Linked DNA regions of Sus scrofa: all the other regions are linked to region 3. The links are chromatin contacts, called in public HiChIP or PLAC-seq maps. All regions are on one chromosome and are shown on one strand. The core of a region is the stretch at or near the end of the contact, and the rest is flanking DNA. Distances in the headings are between cores, read along the strand shown.

What was found. HiChIP or PLAC-seq counts read pairs in DNA pulled down with a chosen protein or histone mark.
Region 1: a contact with region 3 is called in an H3K27ac HiChIP or PLAC-seq map of alveolar macrophages. The contact joins the promoter of MAML1 here to the promoter of MGAT4B in region 3. A contact is called at or near these places in 1 of 5 promoter capture datasets (fetal liver), 2 of 47 Hi-C or Micro-C datasets (embryonic fibroblasts and liver) and 2 of 2 datasets of contacts at active chromatin or transcription factors (alveolar macrophages and skeletal muscle).
Region 2: an H3K27ac HiChIP or PLAC-seq map of alveolar macrophages shows a contact between it and region 3. The contact joins the enhancer-like site here to the promoter of MGAT4B in region 3. A contact is called at or near these places in 1 of 5 promoter capture datasets (fetal liver), 4 of 47 Hi-C or Micro-C datasets (blood, embryonic fibroblasts, liver and 1 more) and 1 of 2 datasets of contacts at active chromatin or transcription factors (alveolar macrophages).

Annotation. Positions count from the first base shown.
Region 1 is chr2:78,875,339-78,878,038 of Sscrofa11.1, forward strand. It overlaps MAML1 (mastermind-like protein 1), which reads right to left and starts at 1,295. Exons shown (of 5, transcript XM_003123646.5): 1 at 679-1,295. The coding sequence starts at 993.
Region 2 is chr2:78,685,154-78,687,895 of Sscrofa11.1, forward strand. It overlaps TBC1D9B (TBC1 domain family member 9B), which reads left to right. Exons shown (of 22, transcript XM_003123648.4): 3 at 421-539. Among named protein-coding and RNA genes, the nearest start is that of TBC1D9B, 11 kb to the left of the region's middle. Within about 2 kb of position 1,433, at least 4 of the 83 cell types and tissues checked have an H3K27ac peak or open chromatin away from gene starts, as enhancers often do. A contact at or near this core is called in alveolar macrophages, where this site is marked.
Region 3 is chr2:78,782,373-78,785,072 of Sscrofa11.1, forward strand. It overlaps MGAT4B (alpha-1,3-mannosyl-glycoprotein 4-beta-N-acetylglucosaminyltransferase B), which reads left to right and starts at 1,403. Exons shown (of 15, transcript XM_003123649.4): 1 at 1,403-1,803. The coding sequence starts at 1,707. LOC106507307 (a long non-coding RNA gene) reads right to left here and starts at 1,409. Exons shown (of 3, transcript XR_002341724.1): 1 at 1,223-1,409; 2 at 444-524.

The sequences.
Region 1 (2,700 bases), core at 45-2,544, 93 kb after region 3:
GGAAAACTTCTAACCAACAAATTTCCCGAATATCTACTGAGAACCCAAAGGGAACAATAATTTACCGACGAAACTTAACACCGTCAGAGATTTTAAACAGGCTTATAATTAAAACTGGAATTGTCCACAATATTGCTGGAATCACAAATACACAAACTTCGGAATTCCCTAAACAAAGAATACTTTTGTGCCACGCAATGAGCAGTACTATGCCTTCACTAAGATTTCCAGATTCTCGGATTTTCCATTCAGAACAGTTTGATCTGGTCAACTAAAGTTCGTCTTATTCTCATATTTAAGCCCTGACGCTGCAAAGAGCAAGGACCCAATGGACATTTACAGAGTAAATGAAGCCACTCTCAAAGGCAACTTTAATACCAGTCTGTTCCAAAAGTAAACTACTCATAATTTCGGAATCAAGTCTGGAAGAAAAACCTTTCAACGATGGTTCGCCAACCTTCCCGGCCGGAGCCTTAACGTAAGGTCCTTGGGGTCGTGTTTTCCCAAAGTAATGCCACAGTGCCATTTCCCGCAGATGACAACTGCTCAGTCCCTGCCATATTAGCCTCCCCCGAGCCAGACCCGACGAATTAAGGGCACTGGGGAAGTCTCAAAGGGCCCCAGGAGGCGTCGGGGCAGAGTCTCCCAGGAAGGGGAGGCTCCCCGAGCCCTACTCACCGCGACAGGGCGGCCGTGCTCCGGACCGTCAGTGACGTCGAGGCGGGGGGCCGGGGCAGGCGCCGGGGCCGGGGCCGGGGCAGGCGGCTGCCGGTGCTTGCCGGCGCGTTTGGCCTTGGCCTGGATGCAGCGCTGGTGTAGGGCGAAGGTGTGCTGGCGTTCGAGCTCCAGACGCTCGGGCGACACGGCCTCGTAGCGGGCCTCGCAGGTGCTGTGGTGGCGCCGACACAGCTCGATGCGCCGGCGGAGGCGCTCCATGACCGCGCTGTGCCGCGGCAGCGCAAACTCCGCCATGGGGCAGGTGGGCAGCACCATGGGCCGCGGGCTGCACGGGCCGGGCCCAAGTCGGGCCTCTCGGGGCCGGCTGGCACTGTGGGCTCCGCTCCCCGCCCGTGGCCCGGCCGCCTTATGGCCACGCCATGACCCCGAGAGCTGTGCAGCGGGCTCGAGCGCGGCGGCGGGTCTTGCTCCGGCCCCGCTCGGCCCAACCGGGGCAGGCGTTCGCTGCCCACCTCAGGCCTCGGCCTGTCCCCGCCGCCCCGAACCCATTGTTTTCCGCGCCGCCGCCGCCGCCATCTTAAAATTGTTTTCAGGGCTCTCGGAAGAGGGCAGGGCCCCGGCAAGCTACCCCGGCGTCACGGCTGATGAACAGGGATTGCAGCCAATCAGAGAAGAAAGAGTGGGCGGCCCGAGGGGCGGGCACGAGCACGCAAGAAGCGCGCTAGGGCTCCCGTGCGGAGTTTAAAAGGAACTCTCTAGTGAGAGGCAGAGGGTAGCAGCTGGGCGGGCTTCGGGCCTGGGTTCCAGCCAACTGAGACCGCCTGGAGCCGGCCCTAACACCGCCTCATGCGGAGAGGCCCTTCCGGGTCCGCAGAGGAAAGAGGGGCAGGCCTAACTGGCTAAACCCAGACGCCCGCCTGGCACTCCTTCAGCCTCTTTAAATTCGGCTTTGATGAGCTCTCAAGTAAGCCATGCTTTTTCCAGCTGGTTTTCTTCCCTCACTCATTACATTCAGCCTCACAATTGGTCAGAATCGTACACGAGTGAGCTGAAAAGGTTTGTTTCCTCTTGCACTATTCTGAATCATCGAGACTATCATCTCCCTTTATATGTCTTAACAGATTTCACAAGTTCAACTACCACTTTAAAAAAAAAATCCCTAGTAGATATGAAGAGAGAAAGGAGTCTAGCTCTTTCTTTGCGGGGTGGTGGTGGTGGTGGGAGAATAGAACTGCAAAGGATGATCCTTAAGTAAACACACATACACCCACCCAATCAGGGAGCCTAGCCTGCAAACTCTTTAAAAAATATATTTTAAAGATTTTAAAAAGTTTTAAAGCTTGTTAGGTAAAACAGAGTCACTCAACAAAATCCGACTAAAGACAACTGCACTCTAGTATTATAACCAGTACGTAAAGAGAATGGGAGACTGTAGGGAAAAAACAGGAGCAATGAAACAGATAGTCTGTGGTGTTGGGCCAAGTTAACTAGAAACAGGTATTGGCACCCTGATTGCTAAAAAGTTAAATAGGAGGTGCCAAAATGAGAAACGTCAATAATAGCTCAAACATGTTACACTTTTTACTAGGCCAGTGAAAACGTTTTATTTTAAAATCAGAAAAAAAAAATTGAGTCCTCATTCAAATAGTATTTGTTTTTATACAAACGCAGAAAAAAATTTAAGTGGCCCAGAAAGGCAAAATTGCCTAGGGCTCATGAATGCCATAACATGGTCCTGCTCTTAACATTCTTCAAATTCTACACCGGAAATAATTTCTTTTCTAATAGCAAAGATAATAGTAACTAGGAGCATTACATTTCCAGTACTTTAGTAAGCACTTCAAAAGCCTAATATTGCATAAATACAGTTGTGGTCTTTCAAAAATATCACTGAAGGAGTTCCCATCGTGGCGCAGTGGTTAACGAATCTGACTAGGAACCATGAGATTGCGGGTTCGGTCCCTGCCCTTGCTCAGTGGGTTAACGATCCGGCGTTGCGGTGAGCTGTGGTGTAGGTTGCAG
Region 2 (2,742 bases), core at 183-2,682, 97 kb before region 3:
AATTTAAGGAAAGAGTAAGCAGCTCTAAGACTGTAGTCCCTTGGGTATATAGCAAATTAGGTCATACATTTTAATCTCTCCTTGAGTTTTTTGTTTTGTTTTGTTTTTTGTTTTCTTCTTAGGGCCACACCCATGGTATATGGAAGTTCCCAGGCTAGAGGTTGTATCGGAGCTGCAGCTTCCGGCCTACACCACAGCCACAGCAACCCCAGATTCGAGCTGTATCTGCGACCTACACCATAGCTCACAGCCATGCTGTATCCTTAGCCCACTGAGCGAGGCCAGGGATCGAACCTGTGTCCTCATGGATACTAGTCAGGTTCATTACTGCTGAGCCACAATGGGAACTCCCTGAGTTTATGTTTAAGGCCTGATAATTTTATGATTTTCCTTTTCTTCCCCCCACCAAACCTCCCCTAGGTTCTTCCCGCAAAGAAATCACAAAACACTGGGAATGGCTGGAAAACAACTTACTTCAGACTCTGTCCATCTTTGACAATGAGGAGGATATTACCACGTTCGTCAAGGGCAAGATACATGTAAGATTCACTTTCCACTCCTGGTTCTTACTCTCTTCTCTGGGCTAGCAGTATTCTCCTAGGTTATCTTCAACGACATTCAGGCAGCATGGTGTAGGTCTTTTAAACAGAGATGGAAACGAAGTGGATCCAGTTCCCTTGATGTTGAAAGGGGTACTTGAACTTGTGTGCAGGCCCCATGTTCTGGCCAGCCCCTGGTGTCTGACTAAGCTTAGCTGGGGGTTTCCATTCCCTGCAAAGGGCCTTAGAGCAAATATGCAGATACACAACTCTGATGGCCAGTTCCTTGGCCAAACGAGGAAGAAGTTGGAAATGATAGAATAGTTTGAAGTGTGTTTTTGTTATAAAACTCACATTACTTCAAAATGCACAGACACTTTGACCCAGCAAGTCCATTTTTGAAATTTACCCTACAGTGTATTCATATGTGCAGAAGGATGTGTGTCTCAGGATGTTCTCTGCAACACTGTCAGCAAAAAAAAAAAAAAAACTGGAAACATTTCCTCCCAGTCCCATGGTAAGAGGGGAAGTAGCTGTTCTTGCCTCTGCAAAATGAGAGTGCTAATACTGCTAGCATAGCATTCGTTGAGTACTTTCTATGTGAACACTGTGCTGAGCATTCTCTATTCTGAGGCCTTAGTCAGTCATGTGTGGTATTCTTAGTGGAAAATTTTACAGCTTTCAAAATAATTTTGAAGATTTTAGCAATATGTAAAAGTTTTTATCACGATGATATTTAGGTTGCTTCCTCCTTAGGGAATAGTTAACATTATAATCTGAGTGTATGTGTGTCTTTTTCTTTCTGTTAGATTATAGCCTTAGGGTAGATTCTTCAGAGGACTCTTACTGAGCCAAAGGTTGATGATGCAGACTTACTTTGGGCAACATCCCCTGTGACTCTATTACGCCAGAACCTCCTAGCCCTGGGCGGGTAGCCTAAGAGTTCCTCAGCAGTTCTCCATGCACTTGGGGTTCAGGGAGGGCCGATTTCTAGCTCCAGGAAAACAGGCAAAGGGAGCAGAGGGAAGCCTTCACTCTCCTAATGAGCTAGCTAGGCAATAGTAATAATAACAGCAACTTATTAAATGTTTCTCTTATGGTAGGCCCCAACAAACTAATCAACAAATCAGAACAAAGTTCTAGATGGGGCAAAGCAAAAATGGAAATTATAAGTACTGGAGGAGCTCCTGTCGTGGCTTAGCGGTTAGTGCACCTGACTAGGATCCATGAGGATGTGGGTTTGATCCCTGGCCTCCCTCAGTGGGTTAAGGATCCAGCATTGCCATGAGCTGTGGTATAGGTCGCAGACGTGGCTTGGATCCCACGTTCCTGTGGCTGTGGCATAGGCCAGCCACTACAGTTCCAATTGGACCCTTAGCCTGGGAACCTCCATATGTCGCGGGTGTAGCCCTAAAAAGACAAAAAGCCCCCCAAAAAGGAAGATACTAAGAACTGAACAATTCTGGAAATACTACTTTACATCAGAATTTGTGTGATGCAGCAAAAGCAGCACAGAGAAGGAAATTTAAAGCCTTAAATCTTATTTTTATAATATGACAAAAAGAAGAAAGGGTGAGAATTAATGAGTCAGATGTCCAACTCAGTAAGTTAGAAGAACACCAGAGAAGCTGGGGAATTAGAAAGAAGGAATGCAGTTATCACAGAAAGATAACTACTCACTGAAGGTGCAGATGATGGTAGGTATTTCTTAGCAATAAAGTATTTTTTAATTAAGATGGGTACCTTATTTTTTTAAGATGTAATGCTGTGACATATTTAATAAGCCACAGGACAGTGTAAACATAACTTTTGTATGCCCTGGGGAACCAAAAAATTCATGTGACTCACTTTAATTTGATACTGACTTTATTGCCGTGGTTCAGAACTGAACCCACAGTATCTCCAGGGTATGTCTGTAACAAAAGGCAGAAGTTAATTCCATAGAAAATGAAGGAATGACACGGAGGAGCAACAGATCCAAAAGCAGCTCTCAAATGTAAATAAACCTGTGGCAAAAGTGATCCAGGACAAAAGAGAGAAACCTCAAATGAGCAATGCTGGAAATGAAACATGAGAGCGCTTTTAACAAAGCAGGGTTAAAAAAGAGAGAGAGAGAATGCCATAAGCAGCTTTAAATCCATAAATTTAAGACTTGAGACAAGATAGCCACTTTTTTAAAATAATGTTTTAAGCAGAGCTTCCT
Region 3 (2,700 bases), core at 153-2,652:
AAACAGCCTCTCAGGATCACAGTTCCCTAGCACCAAAAAGGGAGGTTCTCGTCCATTGCAAAGGGAAAATCCCAACCACTACTCTGCCATAAGCAAAACCCAGCGCAATAGGCAAGGATACCTGTTATCAAAAATGTCTCTATGGACCAATGCATACTGATACACATACAAACAACAAACTTACAGTCCCACAAACAAAGGCACAAACTGGAGTGGCTCACCCCAAAACAACACACACACACAATTACAAATAACATATAAGACAGAAAATCAGAGACGGGGTAGTCTAAAATTCCACTTCCATTCCCAGACAGAAGACACGTCCAAACAGATTGGCCCAGATCTCAAAAGAGAACGGACCCAAAGTGACTCACTTCCCACAAGGGAAGCAGCCCAAATGGAATGGAGAGAGTTCCCAGCCTCAGCAAGCTGGAGCGACTTACCCCCAATCAACACTGAATGTGGAACACAGCTCTGGACATTTCTTAGCTTTAAACAGCATCCTGCCCTGGGGTGGCTGGTGCCTGCAGGGCGAGAGACACACACACACACCTCTTCCCCAGAGCAAAATGAGCTCTGGGCAGCTGCTGGGAACTCAGGTAAGGGGCTGCCCCAGCAGGTGTCAATCTGCTGGGCACAGTGTCCCACCTGGGCTGCCATAATTGTTACCAAGTCCGTGTGCTCAGTGCACACCAAAGCCAAACAACACCGAAAGTCAGGATTTGGAGCACAGAAAGGTTTACTGCAGTGCCATGCAAGGAAATGGGTTGCTTGTGCTTTAAAAAGCCACAAACTCCCTGCAGGCTTTCAGCAAAGCCCTTGTAAAGGCAAGATGAGGGAGGGACGTGGTTGTTGCAAATTTCTCTGTGCCTGATAATTTGTTTTCATAGCTGTCCACATAGACATAGGTATAGACAAGATTGTTTTTAAAACAAAAAAGGTGCAGAGCATGACTAAGCACAGGCAACAAAGCACAAAGGTTAAAATAACAGGAACAGATCTAATATGGAGTCAGATTTGTTCTTCCCTATTACTCCCCTCCCACTTCCTAGACTCCCTTAGACCTAGGGGAGGGGCCTGAAGTTCCCAGAGTTAACCTGAGTGGGCTCCGGACCTGGGTGGGGGTTGTTCATAATGGAAATGTTACTGAAAAGGGGTCAGAGGTCCACGCACGACGCCTCCACCCAAAGCGACCTGCCTGAAGGCCACGGCCTCAACCTACCTGAGGCCTGAGCCCAGGGCAGCCCCAAGTCTGGGACCGCGTGAGTCCACGCAGCAGCCACTGTCCCGAGCCTGGCGGAGGGCGGAATCCCGGTGTTGGTCCCACCCCGCCCCCTCGCGGTGCTGGTGGTGGCAGCCTGTGATGCGGCCCCTTTAAATCCCGGCCGCCCCGCCCTTCGCAGCCACTCGGCGGCGGCCCCGGATCCAGGCCGGGCCGCGGCTCTTGCCGCGCAGCTTAGCCCATCCCGGCCCAGGCGCCAAGCCGAGGCCGTCTGCTCCCCGCACCCGGGAGTAGCGGTTACTTCCGCGACCGGTCAGGTGTCCACCCCGGCAGGCCCGCCTGCATCCCCGCCCGGCCCCGGGCTCCCAGCCCGTCCCCGCCCCGGGGCCGGGGCCCCCGCAGCCTCCTGGTCCCCGCGCCCCGGCCCCGGTCCCCCGGGCCATGCGGCCTCGGCCCCGCCGGCGCCCACCGCGCACCCGAGGAGATGAGGCTCCGCAATGGCACCTTCCTGACGCTGCTGCTCTTCTGCCTGTGCGCCTTCCTCTCCCTCTCCTGGTACGCGGCGCTCAGCGGCCAGAAAGGTGAGCCCCTCCTCCGCCGCCGCCCGCCCGGTGCCCCATCCACACCTGGGAGCCGGCGTCCGGAGCAGGGTGCGGGCATCCGCCCGCGAAGCGGCCGGAAGCGGACGCAGGCGCCCCTTCCTCGCCCGAGCGGCGGGGGAGGACGCCCCTCCCATCCTCGCCCCCACTTGTTTGCTGCTGGAATAAAGAAATTCTCCTGCGGCCTGGGCTGGGCCGCGCGGGTGAGCAGATAGTGGGCGCCCAGGGCACGCTCCGAACCGGCCTCCGTGAGTACAGTTCTGCCATGCTGGGGACTTCAGAGTTCTCACAGAGGGACAGAGACACAAGGTCACAGAGGTGGCTGTGCTGTGCCAGAGGGTTCCCAGGGTACCAGCTCCAGGCACCTGGGTACACTGTTCCTGATGATACCAAACCCAAGTCCGCTCTGCCTTCCCAACGACAAGCCAGTACATTCCAGAGATGAGTTGTTGGGGCAAGGAATAGTGACTTTAATCTGAAAGCTAGCAGACCAAGAAGATGGCAGACTAGTGTTTTAGAAAACCATCTTGCCTCAGTCCCAATTCAGGCTCCTTTTATACTGAGAAGCGGGGGGGGGGGAGCCAAGGGTCTCTCACTAGCTGTCACTTGCATGGGGGAAGGGCCCCCTACAATGCTGGCCACTAAAGGTCACTCACGAAGGACTGCTTACAACTCCTCAGTGTCAATGTCCATGGAAAAGGGGGCAGCGATCTTTTTGGCTACTTTCTGCTGTACCTGGGCACTGAAAGTGTGACCATGGAATGGAATTGATCAGTTTTATGCTAGGAATATTAAGTAATACAATTCTCTTTATCTACAACTATTTAAACTTGGTAACATTCCTGCTATGATGAAACTTTAATCTCAATACTTATCCCT